Regions from separate parts of the Zea mays genome. Here region 1 is linked to region 2. A link is a contact called in public Hi-C data. All regions are on one chromosome and are shown on one strand. The core of a region is the stretch at or near the end of the contact, and the rest is flanking DNA. Distances in the headings are between cores, read along the strand shown. Region 1 holds the start of LOC100384259. Region 2 holds the start of LOC100284196 (defense-related protein).

Region 1 (6,948 bases), core at 3,597-6,096, 200 kb after region 2:
TTACAATGGCTCACGCAAGAGCCGAGAGGTTGTGAGGTTTATCTAAACTCACTCAACAATCTAGGGTTCACCTAGAGCAAGCGCTAAAGCGGTCTAACTAACCTAAGCACTTCGTAAAGCACCTACGCTAATCAACGAGTGATTCTATTAAGCACTTGGGTATTTGAGCACTTGGAAATGTCTACAATATGCCTTGGTATGTTGCTTGGGCTCCCACACCTTCAAATGGCCGGTTGGGTGAAGTATATATAGGCCCCAACTCAAATATAGTCGTTGGAAAGCAGTTCTGCAGCTTTCTGTGGCGCACCGGACAGGTGCACCGGACTGTCCGGTGGTGCACCGGACATGCCACGTGTACTAGCCGTTAAAAGTAGCCGTTGGAGCTTCCGAAGATGGCGCACCGGGACGGTCCGGTGTGCACCGGACAGCCCATGTCCGCTTGTCGTATTTTGGCCATAACTTTTAGCTCCGAACTCCGATTTCGATGATCTTGTACTTTTTGGAAAGCTTATGAAATTCTCTACATCCCAGAGTTGAAGCCATATCAGTTTGAGCAAATTTGGCACATCGGACAGGCCAGTGTGCACCGGACATCCCATATGCTACTGCAGTTTTTCAGCAATTCCGACTTCGTATTGTGGGCATAACCTTTAGCTCCGAACTCCGATTTTGATGATCTTGGACTTTTTGGAAAGCTTATAAAATTGTCTACATCTCAGAGTTGAATCCATGTCAGTTTGAATAGATTTGATGTTGTGAAACACTTCCAATTCAGTCAGCCCTTCCTCTCAACTTTATCAACTTCACTTTTGTTTTGTAGCTTTGTATCTCACTTCTACTTCTTGATGTGTTGGACTCTTAGCATATATAAAGTGTCTTCAATATTACTTTGTAATGTCTTCTATGAGTCTTATAATGTCTTCTTTGAGGTGTTGCATCCTCAGAGCCTCAGTCCAATCCACTTCGCATCCTGTGAACTACAACACACAAATATTTGGGAAATACATTAGTCCACAGGTTATGTTGATCATCAAACACCAAAACCTATTGAGCTAAATGGCCCGGGGTCATTTTCCTTACAACGCTCCATCATCATGCTTCGTGACCAAGGGTCATAAGGTATAATATGATGAGAGCAATAGCAAAAGTGAGAATAAAAGTGAGGATGAGGAGTAGACATTCAAGGAGGAATACTTTGAGATATTGCAAGAGGCTCATTCTCTCAAGGACAAGAAGAGAAGAGAATTTAATAGAACATGCAAGAAGCATAAATCTCTTGAGCAATCCCTTAAGGAGGCCTTGGCTACTTATGAGAAGCTTATTGATGCTCATGAGAAGCTAAAGGAAGCTCATTCTTCTTTTCCTGTCCAAGATAAGAAGGAACCTATTGAAATAACTAGCATAGGTGTTACATGTGATATTCTTCAAGATACTAATTATGCACATATTGTTATTGCACCTACTAACCCTTCTTGTAGCACTAAAAACCACCATCTATGAGTGACATTGTTGCTTGTGATACCTTATGGTTTAAAATGAAACCCTCAATAAGGAGGTAAATAAGCTCACATTGGGGGACATCATTTTTTATCCTTCTTAGCATGTTTTCTCTTTATGTTTAAGACAAACATAGTGCATGGTTTACCACCACTTTTGTTTTGAGCTCTTAGGTTCAATAGTTACAAATCTCTGCTAAGTATCTTTGGGTCCTATCATTGTCCTTGGTTCTATTTGTTATAGCCATACATGTGCTTATGATGCTTTTAAACACAATTACGTTCATGGTACATGACATCAATGTTATGCATCAAAAGCAACACTTTAGCATATAGGAGCTCTATATTCCACTAACATGAGTATAGTTGTGTTCCACTCCAAATCCTTTGTTGCCATCTCCTTTTCATTTAGAACCAATTTGTTGAGGTTATCAACAATTTCTAGCCTACTTAAATGTTTTGTTGGTCCATTTTTATATTTATGTCATTCCTGAACTTACCCCTCTATCATCTTGTCTAAGATGTTATTAGATTGCAACTAACATCTACGGGAATTGAAGTAGTACATCTTGCCACCAAATAAGAGGCAAAATAGTCAGTGTTCGAATCACATATTGGACATATAAAATTATCACGAATGCTTCATCCAACAAAGATGTTGTAGACTAAGAAATTATGAACCTACCATAAATACGCTACCCTAAGGGTGAATTTATGCTTCTTGTAAAAGTGATTTGCTTCAACTCCTTTCTAGAACTTTTTGAACTCTTCAATCAAAGGTTTTAGCATCACATTGAGTTTTGTTCCAGGATGTTTTGGAGCTAGAGAGCGACAACAGGCGTGGACCTAATCAGTGTGGGGCTCACGTGTAGGGTTGGCAACGAGTTTGAAACCCGCGAGTATAGGGTTTACAAACCCGTACCCATGATGTTAATACTAAACCTGTATCTGCACCCTCTACATGAGTCGGGTACAATATCCTACCCCCCCCCCCCCCCCGTCCGCTACCCGTGGGTGCCACAAACCCACGAGCACATAAATTGCACGTATATTTTACTTATATATGCATACATATATAAATATATGCATGTATATATAAGGAATGCAGGTACGTGGATTCACGACATGAGTACAACTTTTTCATACACACGAGAAAAAATCATCGGTTTGACAATCAAACTCACACTCATCACGAGTTCAAACTCACACCTAAATCCGCACCTTGTATTGTAGGTGAAAGGGAAATAGGCTTACACCTTTTCCTAAATTGATTTTGGCGGTTGAATTGTCCAACACAAATAAATGGACTAACTAGTTTGCTCTAGTCTATAAGTTTTACAGGTGCCAAAGGTTCACAAAAAGCCAATAAAAAGACCAAAGATGGGTTCAAATAAAGAGAGCTAAAGACATCCCAAAAGGCACCCTGGTCTGGTGCACCGGACTGTCCGGTGTGCCACCGGACTGTCCGGTGTGCCACCGGACAGTGTCCGGTGCACCAGGGAACTTGATGCTGAACTCGCTACCTTCGGGAAAATGGGAGGCCGCTCCGCTATAATTTACCGGACTGTCCGGTGAAGCACTGGACAGTGTCCGGTGTCACACCGGACTGTCCGGTGTGCCAGCGGAGCAACGGCTACTTCGCGCCAACGGTCGACTGCAACGCATTTAATGCGCGCCTGCGCGCGCAGAGGACAGAGCACGCGCGGAAGGCGCACCGAACAGTCTACAGGACCTGTCCGGTGCACCACCGGACAGCCCAGAGGCCCCACCAGTCAGAGCTCCAACGGTCAGAACCCAACGGCCGGCTGACATGGCTGGCGCACCGGACAGTGTCCGGTGGCGCACCGAACTGTCCGGTGCGCCATGCGACAGACAGCCCTCCAACGGTCACTTTTGGTGGTTGGGGCTATAAATACCCCAACCACCCCACCATTCATTGCATCCAAGTTTTCCACCTTCCAACACATTACAACAGCTATAACATTCAATTGTAGACACAACCAAAGAGATCAAATCCTCTCCCAAGTCCGGAATCACTCCAAATCAAATACTGACTAGAGAGAGCGACATTTGTGTTCATTTGAGCTCTTGCGCTTGGATTGCTTCTTTTCTTTCTCATTCTTCTTGTGATCAACTCAATTGTAACCGAGGCAAGAGACACCAATTATGTGGTGGTCCTTGCGGGGACTTTGTGTCCCGTTTGATTGAGAAGAGAAACTCACTCGGTCTAAGTGACCGTTTGAGAGAGGGAAAGGGTTGAAAGAGACCCGGTCTTTGTGACCACCTCAACGGGGAGTACGTTTGCAAGAACCGAACCTCGGTAAAACAAATCATCGTGTCTTACTCTTTATTTGCCCGCGATTTGCTTTCACCGTCTCTCTCGGACTCGTTCATATTTGTAACGCTAACCCAGCTTGTAATTGTGCTTAAGTTTATAAATTTCAGATTCGCCCTATTCACCCCCCTCTAGGCGACTTTCAGTAGGGCTTTTACCCGTGGGTACGCAGGTAAAATATGCCCGTTGCCATCCCTACTCACACGTTCCAACCATACGTTTTACGAATGCACATACAAATCTACGAGTTGGTCTTAGGGTATCAACGTTGCTGATACATATCTAATGGAATTGGTATTTGATCATTTTCCATAGACTCCTTATCTCATCTCCTATTATACCGCCTATTTTGAATTCCACGGTGTAAACAATCCACCGTAAAACAATATTTTATATGACTATATACCGCTGTGCTAGAGACGCCCCGCTCACAAGTCACTCTCAAGTGACATGACAATCAGCGTGCTCACAAGTCACTCTCAAGTGACATTTCCCAAGTCATTGCTGAACAGTGTGTAGACTCCCTATCCAAGATTCCAAGTGACAAATCGTAGCGTCCCAGGCCATCTGGTGCAAATCAATGTTACGTATGGAACGAGCTCCACCACCAGGCGCATCGTTTGCGTGACCGCAGCGGACAAAGATGTCACGGTCCCTTTGCCAGATCTTCCACCGCCGCGTGCACTCTGTCGCACAACTTACGTGCACTCTGTCGCAGCGTGCACTCTGTCGCACAACTTCCCTTTGTGGCCTTCTCCCGCCGTGCGCCACCGGAGATTTTACTCCAATAGATCCACTGAGACGTGCGTGCGGCCATGTGAAGAGCCGTCGCATTAACCGTCGCGTTGCCACTGTCGTCAGATCGCAAGGGCGAAACGCATCCAACCCCAGAACCCCTACGACACCACTGTCCAGTGTCCACTCCACTCGCTTCGCTTGCAGTTGCAGATCCGCCAGTAGTGAATTGCATGCCGGTCGTGTGGGCTTTGGCGCTGGTGGGTCCATCAGTTGAAAGTTGAAACGCCGGGGTGCGTCGCACTGTCGCTTCGCTTGCGCTCTTCGCGTCCGTTCCCCCCCAAAGCCACGATAAATATGCGCTCGAGACCGACCCTTTCGGCCGTAATCTCCTCCGCTCAAGCCGTAGTAGGGTTTCCGTAGCCCAGCCCATGTCGACGCGCGACGGCGGAGGCGGCCGGCGTGGCGGCAATGCAGCAGCAGGCCGTGGAGGTGACGGCCAAGGGCGGGGCCGTGGAGGGGGCGGCCGAGGTGGCGCCGGCGGCCGTGGCGGTGGCGGCCAATGGCGGGCCCAAGGCGGCGCGGAGCTTGGCGGTGGCCGAGGTGGAGCCGTCGGCGCAGCGCGTGGCGGCCGCGGAGGTGTCGAGAGAGGGGGTCACCAGTCCTTCCACGGCGCCAGGCCGGTCGGTGGGGACCGAGGCGGACGCGGACACTACCACCATGGCGTGCCTGCTCAGGTCCAGCCGCAGTGGCAAGTGGCCGCGCCGCCTTCGACGTCGAGGCCGACACCCGCGGAAGTCGAGGAGCTGAGAGGCGAGGTGGAGAGGAAGGCGGCGGTGGCGGTGCCAGACGCAGAGGCGCACGAGGGGCCGTCGTCGGGCACCGCGCATGAGCCTTCCGCCGCGCCGGCGCGGGTCGAAGCGGAGCAAGGGACGTCGCTGGTGGTGGAGGCAGACCAGGCCGCTCAGGGGAGGCTGCCTCCGTCGTCGAGCAAGGCGCTGGTTTTCCCCGCGCGGCCGGGGTACGGCACGCTCGGCCGGAGGTGCCGCGTGCGCGCCAACCATTTCTTCGTTCAGGTGGCGGACAAGGAGATCTACCACTACGACGTATGTGCTGTATATATGCATGACCCCTCTCTCTTTCTTTTGGTTTTTATTATAATTTTTTTTTCATTTTTTTGAAGTTGCATAATTAAGTTTTATAGTGTTCGCTGCTTTACGCAATTTCTGTAGTTACATGGCTCCTGTTCATTCCCAGTTCCAGAACTGATATAATCAATTTACCGTAAACATTTATATCTGTCTCCTTTCAAGTACAATTTCTATCCTTCTTAACTTGTGCAGGTCGTGATTAGTCCAGAATCGCAGTCAAGGAAAAGAAATCGTTGGATTCTTAACGAACTCGTTAAATTGCACAAGAATTACTTGAATGGGCGACTGCCTGTTTATGATGGTAGAAAGGGCCTTTTCACTGCTGGTCCGCTACCGTTCAAAACCAAAGAATTTGTTCTGGAACTAACCAATCCTGAGAGAGCAAACCAGGGGTATGGTGTTGTATTCTGTTTTTCAAGCTCACGCTTGTTCTTTGTATGTGCTTATTCACGTTGCATTAATCCTTGCCTTACTGCCTGCAGGGCGAAAGAGTACAGCGTGACCATAAAAGATGCTGCCAAATTAGATCTTTACAGCCTTAGGCAGTTCTTGGCTGGTAGGCAGAGGGAACTGCCACAGGATACTGTCCAAGCCCTCGATATTGCTATGCGAGAATGCCCAACTGAAAAGTACTAGTTATGATGCATCCATGCAAATTTAATATCCATTGAATTCATGTCGCCCTATATATATTTGTTTGGCGGACTGACTATTGTATATGATCCTTCTGCGGTTCCATCAGTTCTGACTTTTTTTCTTTTCAAACTGTGACAGGTATGTATCCATCTCAAGGTCATTTTTCTCTCAGTCATTTGGACATGGTGGTGATATTGGCAGTGGTGTGGAATGCTGGAGGGGGTACTACCAAAGTCTACGTGCTACACAAATGGGATTGTCTTTAAATATTGGTATAGTTGTGGCTAATTCTTTTGCCTTATTAAATCACACATACCACACTATCTATTCTCCTAGACATTTACTTGGCATGCAGTAGCATCTATATGTACTATCTGTATGTCCACCAAATTAAAGAGTAACAAGCTCAATTTAAAGCTTCTGCCGTGGGCATGATGTATATTACACATTCGTGGTGCCCTTTGTTACTCTTGTCATCAATGAATAAGTTAGGTCACTGTACAGTCTTACAGGACTACTGTTCTGTATCATGCAAGTGTACTTTGTACTATGTATTAAGAATACTTGTATATATTGTATATGCCATTGTGCCACT
Region 2 (7,383 bases), core at 3,176-5,675:
GGAAGGCCAGCAGGCCACCGGGTCTTCGTCCAGCCCGGCGCGAGTGGACAGGACTAGAGATGGCAACGGTTACAAACCCGCTGGGTTTTACCGTCCCAAACCCGTACCCGTGAAAAATATCTATGCCCATTAAAAAACCCGTACCCATGACGGGTTTGAGATTTTGCCCAAACCCGTACCCATCGGGTTAACGGGTACCCATGGGTTACCCGCGGGTTTCATCTCCAATATACCTGTTCTTCTCATAATCAATAAGTATCGTAATGATTAATGATATCATGATCCAAAATCTATGTAATGAACAACGAGTTCATGATTTGGTATAAAAATTATTAGTAGAGAGAATGAAATACAAATAATAAGTTGTATAATTAAGTGACCTTGCACTAAGTTATCCATCCATCACATATATAACGCTAGTAAAAACTATAATATCAAGCAAGCAACACTCTCACCGACTACTGATACATTCACCAATTGATAAAAAATATGAAGTAAATAAGGAATAACAAGTTTGTTGTTCGTTTATAAAATAAAATGACAATATGCACTAGGTTTGGTCGGGTTTAAAAAACCCACGGGTTCACGGGTTTGGGTACTATAGGAACAAACCCGTACCCATAAACCCATTGGGTACAGATTTATGCCCGTTAACAAACCCATGGGTATGAAAATTGACCCAAACCTATACCCTAATGGGGTAAAAACCCATCGGGTTTCGGATTTCGGGTACCCATTGCCATCTCTAGACAGGACAACCTCGGCCGGTCCTGTATGTAGGCCACCAGCATCGGCCAGTTGGTACATCCAGCCGGGGTCAGGTCACTTTTACTCGTCTCAATCAGACAATCACCGTCCACCAACGAACGCCAACGTTGTCACTTGTCAGGTCGGTTGAGACTTGTATTTTTTTTTGTCCTCCGTAAAAATCAGTTCCAACGACAGATACCCCGACGGTAAGCGGACAGCGCTGTCGTAGTCGTTTTGTTTGAGTCCACAAATGAGCCGAAGATGCAAGCAGCATATGCAACGTGTGTTACAAAGAAAAGAAGTGGATGCAAAGGCACTACGAGAATGAACTGGTGCCACGGAAAGATGGAACCAAACCAACGAACTATTTTTTCCCTCCTTTTTTTTATTAATGCTTCGGACGACGATAGCAGTTTCTGTACAACTCTTGATATATAAAAAACAAACAATATGACGGATTAACCTAGGCATCCAATGCCCCCCCAATTTCCTCCTGCTATAGCGCCACACCTTGCTGCTGCGACGACTGGAGCCTTCCCTTGAGGAAGCCCCTGCACACCTTGCTCCACAGCTCCTTGTCCGGCTGCCGCACGTCGAAGCTCGTCTTGGCCACTTCCACCTGGCAGTCCTGCCAACAACAAACAAAACAAGGACAGATATTTTTTTTTGTCCTCCGTAAAAATCAGCTCCAACGACAGATACCCCGACGGTAAGCGGACAGCGCTGTCGTAGTCGTTTAGTTTGAGTCCACAAATGAGCCGAAGATGAAAGCAGCATATGCAAGGTGTGTTAAAAAGAAAAGAAGTGGATGCAAAGGCACTACGAGAATGAACTGGTGCCACGGAAAGATGGAACCAAACCAACGAACAATTTTTTCCCTCCTTTTTTTTTATTAATGCTTCGGACGAAGATAGCAGTTTCTGTACAACTCTTGAGTTCTGAAGCACATATAATAAAAAACAAACAATATGACGGATTAACCTAGGCATCCAATGCCCCCCAATTTCCTCCTGCTATAGCGCCACACCTTGCTGCTGCGACGACTGGAGCCTTCCCTTGAGGAAGCCCCTGCACACCTTGCTCCACAGCTCCTTGTCCGGCTGCCGCACGTCGAAGCTCGTCTTGGCCACTTCCACCTGGCAGTCCTGCCAACAACAAACAAAACAAGGACAGATATTTTTTTTCCATGTCACAGACAGACAGACAGACAGACAGACAGAGAGACAAACGAACACTCGGCACGCTGTCGTTACTATTATGATTAATTACCAGTATGTGGTTGTGGCGGAGGAGGCGGTCGGCGATGCTCATGAGGACGTCCTTGCTGTACTCCGGGTGGCCCTGGACGCCCATGGCGCGGCCGCCGAGGCGGAACATCTCGACGCGGGTCTTGTCGGACCGCGCCAGCGCCTCGGCGCCGGGGGGCAGCTCCCACACCTCGTCCTGGTGGAACTCGATCACCGGCATGTGCACGGGCAGCTTCAGCGGCGCGAACAGCCGCGCCGCCGCCGCCGTCGGGTGGATGCAGCTCACCCCGATGTCCCAGCCCTTGGCCGACCGCCCCGTGCGCCCGCCCAGCGCCCGGCACAGGATCTGCGTGCCGCAATCAAACAGCTTCAGGAGTTAAGACGGAAGTGTAGTAGCCACAGGAGTTTAGAGGTACGTGTGCGTAACGTGGACGCGTGCAAGTCTGCCTGGCATCGGCGCCCCACCACCGACAGGGCCGATGGACGCAACTAAAACGTTTTCTTCGGGAACACGCCAAGTAATTGATTCATGTGCACACAGACTGTCCCCCTTCTGTTTGTAGTACGATATTGGGAACCTCCTAGGATTCCACTGCTAAACAATTGGTGTCTCCTGTTCCTGCGTACGAGTACGACGACGGAAGACTTCGCGGCCACAAGAGCAATCCAAATCCAAGGCTCTGGCTCTCGGACCACAGGGACAGCGACAGTGTAAGAGCTCTTTGAAGTTGCGAGTGTTATTAACATAGAACCAAGTAATAATTAGGAGAAGAGGTCAGTACGTCCTCACGCGTCGAGGCACGTCTCTGACAAAAGCGTGGTTCGCGCGGGCGATTGCGTGCGCTTGGGCTTGGGCGCTACCCGCACGCCCTTGGGCGTGATCTGATCCCCTGAGCTGCTGGGTTGGTACGCTAGTAGCATCGTCATCCCAAAAGCAATCTCGCTCGGCAGGCGAGATGCGTCACGCCATTTGCGTTCTTCGTCCTCCTCCTCCTTCCCGGGGGATTTGATTTTAAAATTTGCAGGCGCGGTTTACGCGCCACTTTGAGGCAAACAAACCGGCGAACCGGAATAGGGGAACCGCTCGCTCCTCTAAGCCAGGGCAGGGGCGCAGGGCTCTGTGACTGTGAGCCAAACGTCCGGCCACAGACGCAGCGGGCCGTAGGAGATCCTGCAGAACAGATACCCACTCCACTTGTCTGTGTGCCAACAACAACAGCAACCCAGCTGCCACGGCCACGTCACACCACGTGAATCAGCGATGTCAGCCTCGAGCCTTAACCCTTTGTTTGAGAGATGCTGCCGTGTCTTAAACCTAGATTAGCGTGGAGTTTGTAGTCACTAATCCATCCAATCAGTCCCGTGTCCGTCTGTTTGCTTCGACCCGAATCAAACCAGGGGCCTCTGCTTCTATGAACTGAACTGGCATGGACTGAAACAAAACAGCGTCATGGCAGAAGCAAGAGCTCTATATTGTGCGCTCTAAATGGAGATTGGTAAAACTCGTAGAATTGGGGGTTCGTTTCTTCCGTCAAACTCTAACTGTGGGCTTGATGCTAGCACTGAGTCACCTTTGTCATTCTCTGGGGAAAAAAAATAAGGCATCTTTCCGTCCCCATTGCTACTGCTCACCAATTAAGCAGCCAGTACCGTTTGTACTAGTCAAAATGCATCAAGAACGACCACGGGTCGCCGTAAAAAAAAAGAAAGAAAATAATAGAAAAGAAAAGGTGCGCCGGGTGGACGGGAAGGCGCTAGGCTAGAAGAGCGGCAGCCCCACCAGGTGGTGCCCGCAGCGTCCCGCGGTCCCGTGATTCACCAGCGACGACGGAGAAACCCAGCTACGCGCGGAAGGGACTAGACGAGAACCAACCGCACCGCACCTAAACCCAACCAAACAGCAAGTCGAACCAAACATGGACGGATGGGATGGGCACCTGGTGGCCGAAGCAGACGCCGAGGACGCGCTTGCCGGCGGCGTGGACGCGGCGGGTGAGGTCGACGAGCGCGAGGATCCAGGGCTCGTCGCCGTGCGCGTCGGCGCAGCTCCCGGAGATGACGAACCCGTCGAACCCGGCTGCCTCGGCGTCGGCGGGGAGCTCCCCGCGGACGGCGCTGTACACCCGCCACCTCTCGCCGTCCTCCTCCAGCAGCGCGCGGAAGACGGCGAAGTAGCCGCCGTACTTCTGCCGCACGTACTCCGAGTCCTCGCCGCACTGCAGCACCGCGTACGAGCCCGCCCGCGAGGGGGCGGCGGCGGCGGCGGCGGCGGCCTCCAGCGCGGCCGACGCGGCGTTGTCGAGCGGCCCCATTCCCATGGCTGGCGGCGTCGCGGCCAGGCAGGCGCGTCTCCGGCCCGGGAATGGAGGCGGGGGTTGGGCGTCGCTTGGCTTGGCTGACTCGCTTGCGGGGGGTGAGAGGTGGCGGGGAGGATGGGGGGAGAACGGCGAGGCGAGGCGAGGGCGATATTTAAAGTAAGCACGAGCGGTTTTCCCTCGGATTTTTTTTATTTTTTCGTCGCTGGTTTTCCATTTTGCTATTATAGTACTGTTTCTGTTTTTTTTTACTGGTACTGGGGCTGGCCGCTACCGGCCTACCGCTAACATTTGGTATGGACGTATGGCATGGCAACGGCCAGCAGGCGCGGGACGGGGGCTACCGGCGAGCGGCGGTTTTGCTCGGGTCCCCTTCACTGCTCGGGTCTTTGGCCGGGTCCTAGTAATGGGTACCCAAAATCGGGTATCCGATAGATAAAAATCCTATTAGAGCATGGATGTAGCGAATTTTAATATCTATGGATATTTTATTAGGTCATTTATTAAATTTCACTCGCTCATGCATACAATATACTTAACAAGCAAAGAAGACAAACGTGGACCCCTTAATCTCACCTTTAAAACATATATTGATAAAAGAGTTTTTTTTTCTAGACCGATCTTGTCAAATACTGTATCTACCTGCCTGATAAAAGATTCAAACAGGAAGAGCAAAAGCGTATATCAAATTAATTGACACGGGAGTCCATTTCTGTGCTCAGAGTAAGCGAGCCCTACAATTGCAAAAAAAAGGGGGGGGGGGGGGGTATGCATATGTAATATCTGATGTCATTTATATATAGTGCAACGATTCTCTTTCGTACCAAGTTGCAAGTCCTCATATCGAATCGTAAGTTATTCTGTTTTCCTGTGTACATATGAACATATCTATCTTTTAATACAAACAGCATTTTTTATAGTTTTTTCTAAGTACATATGAACATATATCTATCTTCTAATACAAACAACATATTTTTTGTATAGTTTTTGTTATGATCATATGTTTTCCCATGCTACCGTTTGTATTAAAACACGGAAACTAAACTACACTAATTTATTTTATTCATATTTCTTTCTTTAAAAAAATGTTTTTTATCGTTCCATCCTCTCTATTTCAAACCGTAAGCTGTTCTGGCTTTTTTTTTCTAAATGCGTATTTTAGTTATATTTCTAGATATAATTAGAGTGTACATAAACACATAAAAACCCACTTACTAAAATCACAACAACTTACAGCAATTTAAAACCGTGAGATTGCCGAGCAGGGCGAGAACCGACTGTTAGACATGCTCACATGCATGTCTGGGGCATTGTTTGATTTTATTTGCCCGAGAAATTGCTCTGTTTTCATTCGTAGAATTTGTACTAGTATTTTCTTACCGAGGCTGGCTGGGCATACGTGCACGCGCGCGATCGTGCAGCGACATGCACATGCAATGCAATCACCGCGTGACGGAGTACCGAGGCGAGGTCGTCGACCACGTGCCGTATGGGCCGCTGGCACGTGACACCACCGATTCGGATCCTTATTTATTCATTCATTTGTCAGTCCCCACGCATTGTATTTAAAAATTCAGAAACGTAAGCCCACTTTTACGCAAAAACAACTTTACTGTCCGAAACGCCTTGTGCAACTAGCTAGGCTAGGAGGCTAACTCATTAGTAAAATGTTGTGTTTTCCACCCTTCCTTTGTACTAATTTTATAGACTATTAGCCCGGACGAGCTGGCTAGGCCAGACAGGGAAATTATATTTTACTTTGACGCCTCATCTGGATCATTGGAATTGAATTCCATTCTAACAATATTAATTTAGGTATATATCAATTAAGCTAATCCGGTTTTATGCAAAATATATTTATATACTATTATTAGCAAGATGTCGGAGATATTTATGTGCTACATTTTTACTATAAAGGAGTGAAACGAAGAGTGTCATGTAAATTACAGACTAGAAACGAATTCTACTAATGCATAAAATCATTTCACACACTCCACCCCATGAATTTGAGATAGCCTTATATCTGAACTTTGGAAAGTGGTGGAATGTCAAATTCCAAACTAAATAAGTTATTTTATTGAGTGAATTCCAATTCCTCTAAAATGAAGGGATCCAAATGCCCCGTGACTGGAATTTGGAGACGAAGCGCGCGCAGAATATTCGGGTCAAATAGAATCAGCTACATACTATGTGCATTAGGGCTCACATAAATAATCCATATCTTGAGGAGTATCAAGAGAGTAAGTGTAAAAAAAATACAAGAGACATATCTTGATGAAGAGATGTATCTAGCTCAGTTCTCTAAGTCTAGATACAGTTTCGTCCATACAACCCACATAAATGAGTTATATCATGAGAGATTCTAGTGAATAAGATATATGATTATATACAAAAATAGTTTCTTATATGTTTTTTTGTATTTTGAAAACCGAACTGGAGTCTTAAGGTTGCACATGCCCTGGATGTATCTAGTGTTTGTAAAACCTGTTTGTAAAACCGCAACAAAGTTTCTACATTGTACATGCCCTTAGGGATGTTACCAATTTTGGTAGTGAAACGCAATAATGAATTAAGCAATAATTCAAGCGGATCAGAATTAAATGAGACGTGTGGTGTAGACTGTAGAGAGTACTCTACGATATGTAGTGGGATACTTGGAGCAGTAATTATTACTAAACATGAGGTGTAGTAAACATTGACGGGATAACGCTGCACATTAAATACTAGTATCAGTAAACGATGCAATATGCACGATCATGGTCCGAGAGAATATTCGGATCAACACATCTATCTCCTGCGTTTATATATTATTAAAACTGAACGTTACCGTTTTTTGTTAGTAGTGATAAAGATCGATTAAGGTAACTCCAGCAACGTTGGATGTGTATAACACTGTTTTGTATTGTAGATGTACTCTTTTTATATAAGGAGAAGTTTAAAATAGAAATTACGATAACGTAAAGTGGGTTTTTACCGGCTAAATTTGAACGTTTTCCCTTTCCTTCCCTGGTCCTGTACTTGCAGTATTGCACTGTCGCCTGTCGGTTCATCGATCGGAACGACGACGTCGT

What was found. Hi-C and Micro-C count contacts between places; a contact is called where the count stands out from the background.
Region 1: a contact with region 2 is called in a Hi-C map of leaf, with 2.6 times the contacts expected there. The contact joins the promoter of LOC100384259 here to the promoter of LOC100284196 in region 2. A contact is called at or near these places in 4 of 25 Hi-C or Micro-C datasets (ear, endosperm and leaf).

What each region holds. Positions count from the first base shown.
Region 1 is chr5:14,111,933-14,118,880 of Zm-B73-REFERENCE-NAM-5.0, forward strand. It overlaps LOC100384259, which reads left to right and starts at 4,847. Exons shown (of 21, transcript XM_035958953.1): 1 at 4,847-5,672; 2 at 5,910-6,346; 3 at 6,492-6,625. The coding sequence starts at 4,998.
Region 2 is chr5:13,912,184-13,919,566 of Zm-B73-REFERENCE-NAM-5.0, forward strand. It overlaps LOC100284196 (defense-related protein), which reads right to left and starts at 4,426. Exons shown (of 3, transcript NM_001370617.1): 1 at 3,935-4,426; 2 at 2,020-2,343; 3 at 1,614-1,895. The coding sequence starts at 4,315. The coding sequence ends at 1,764.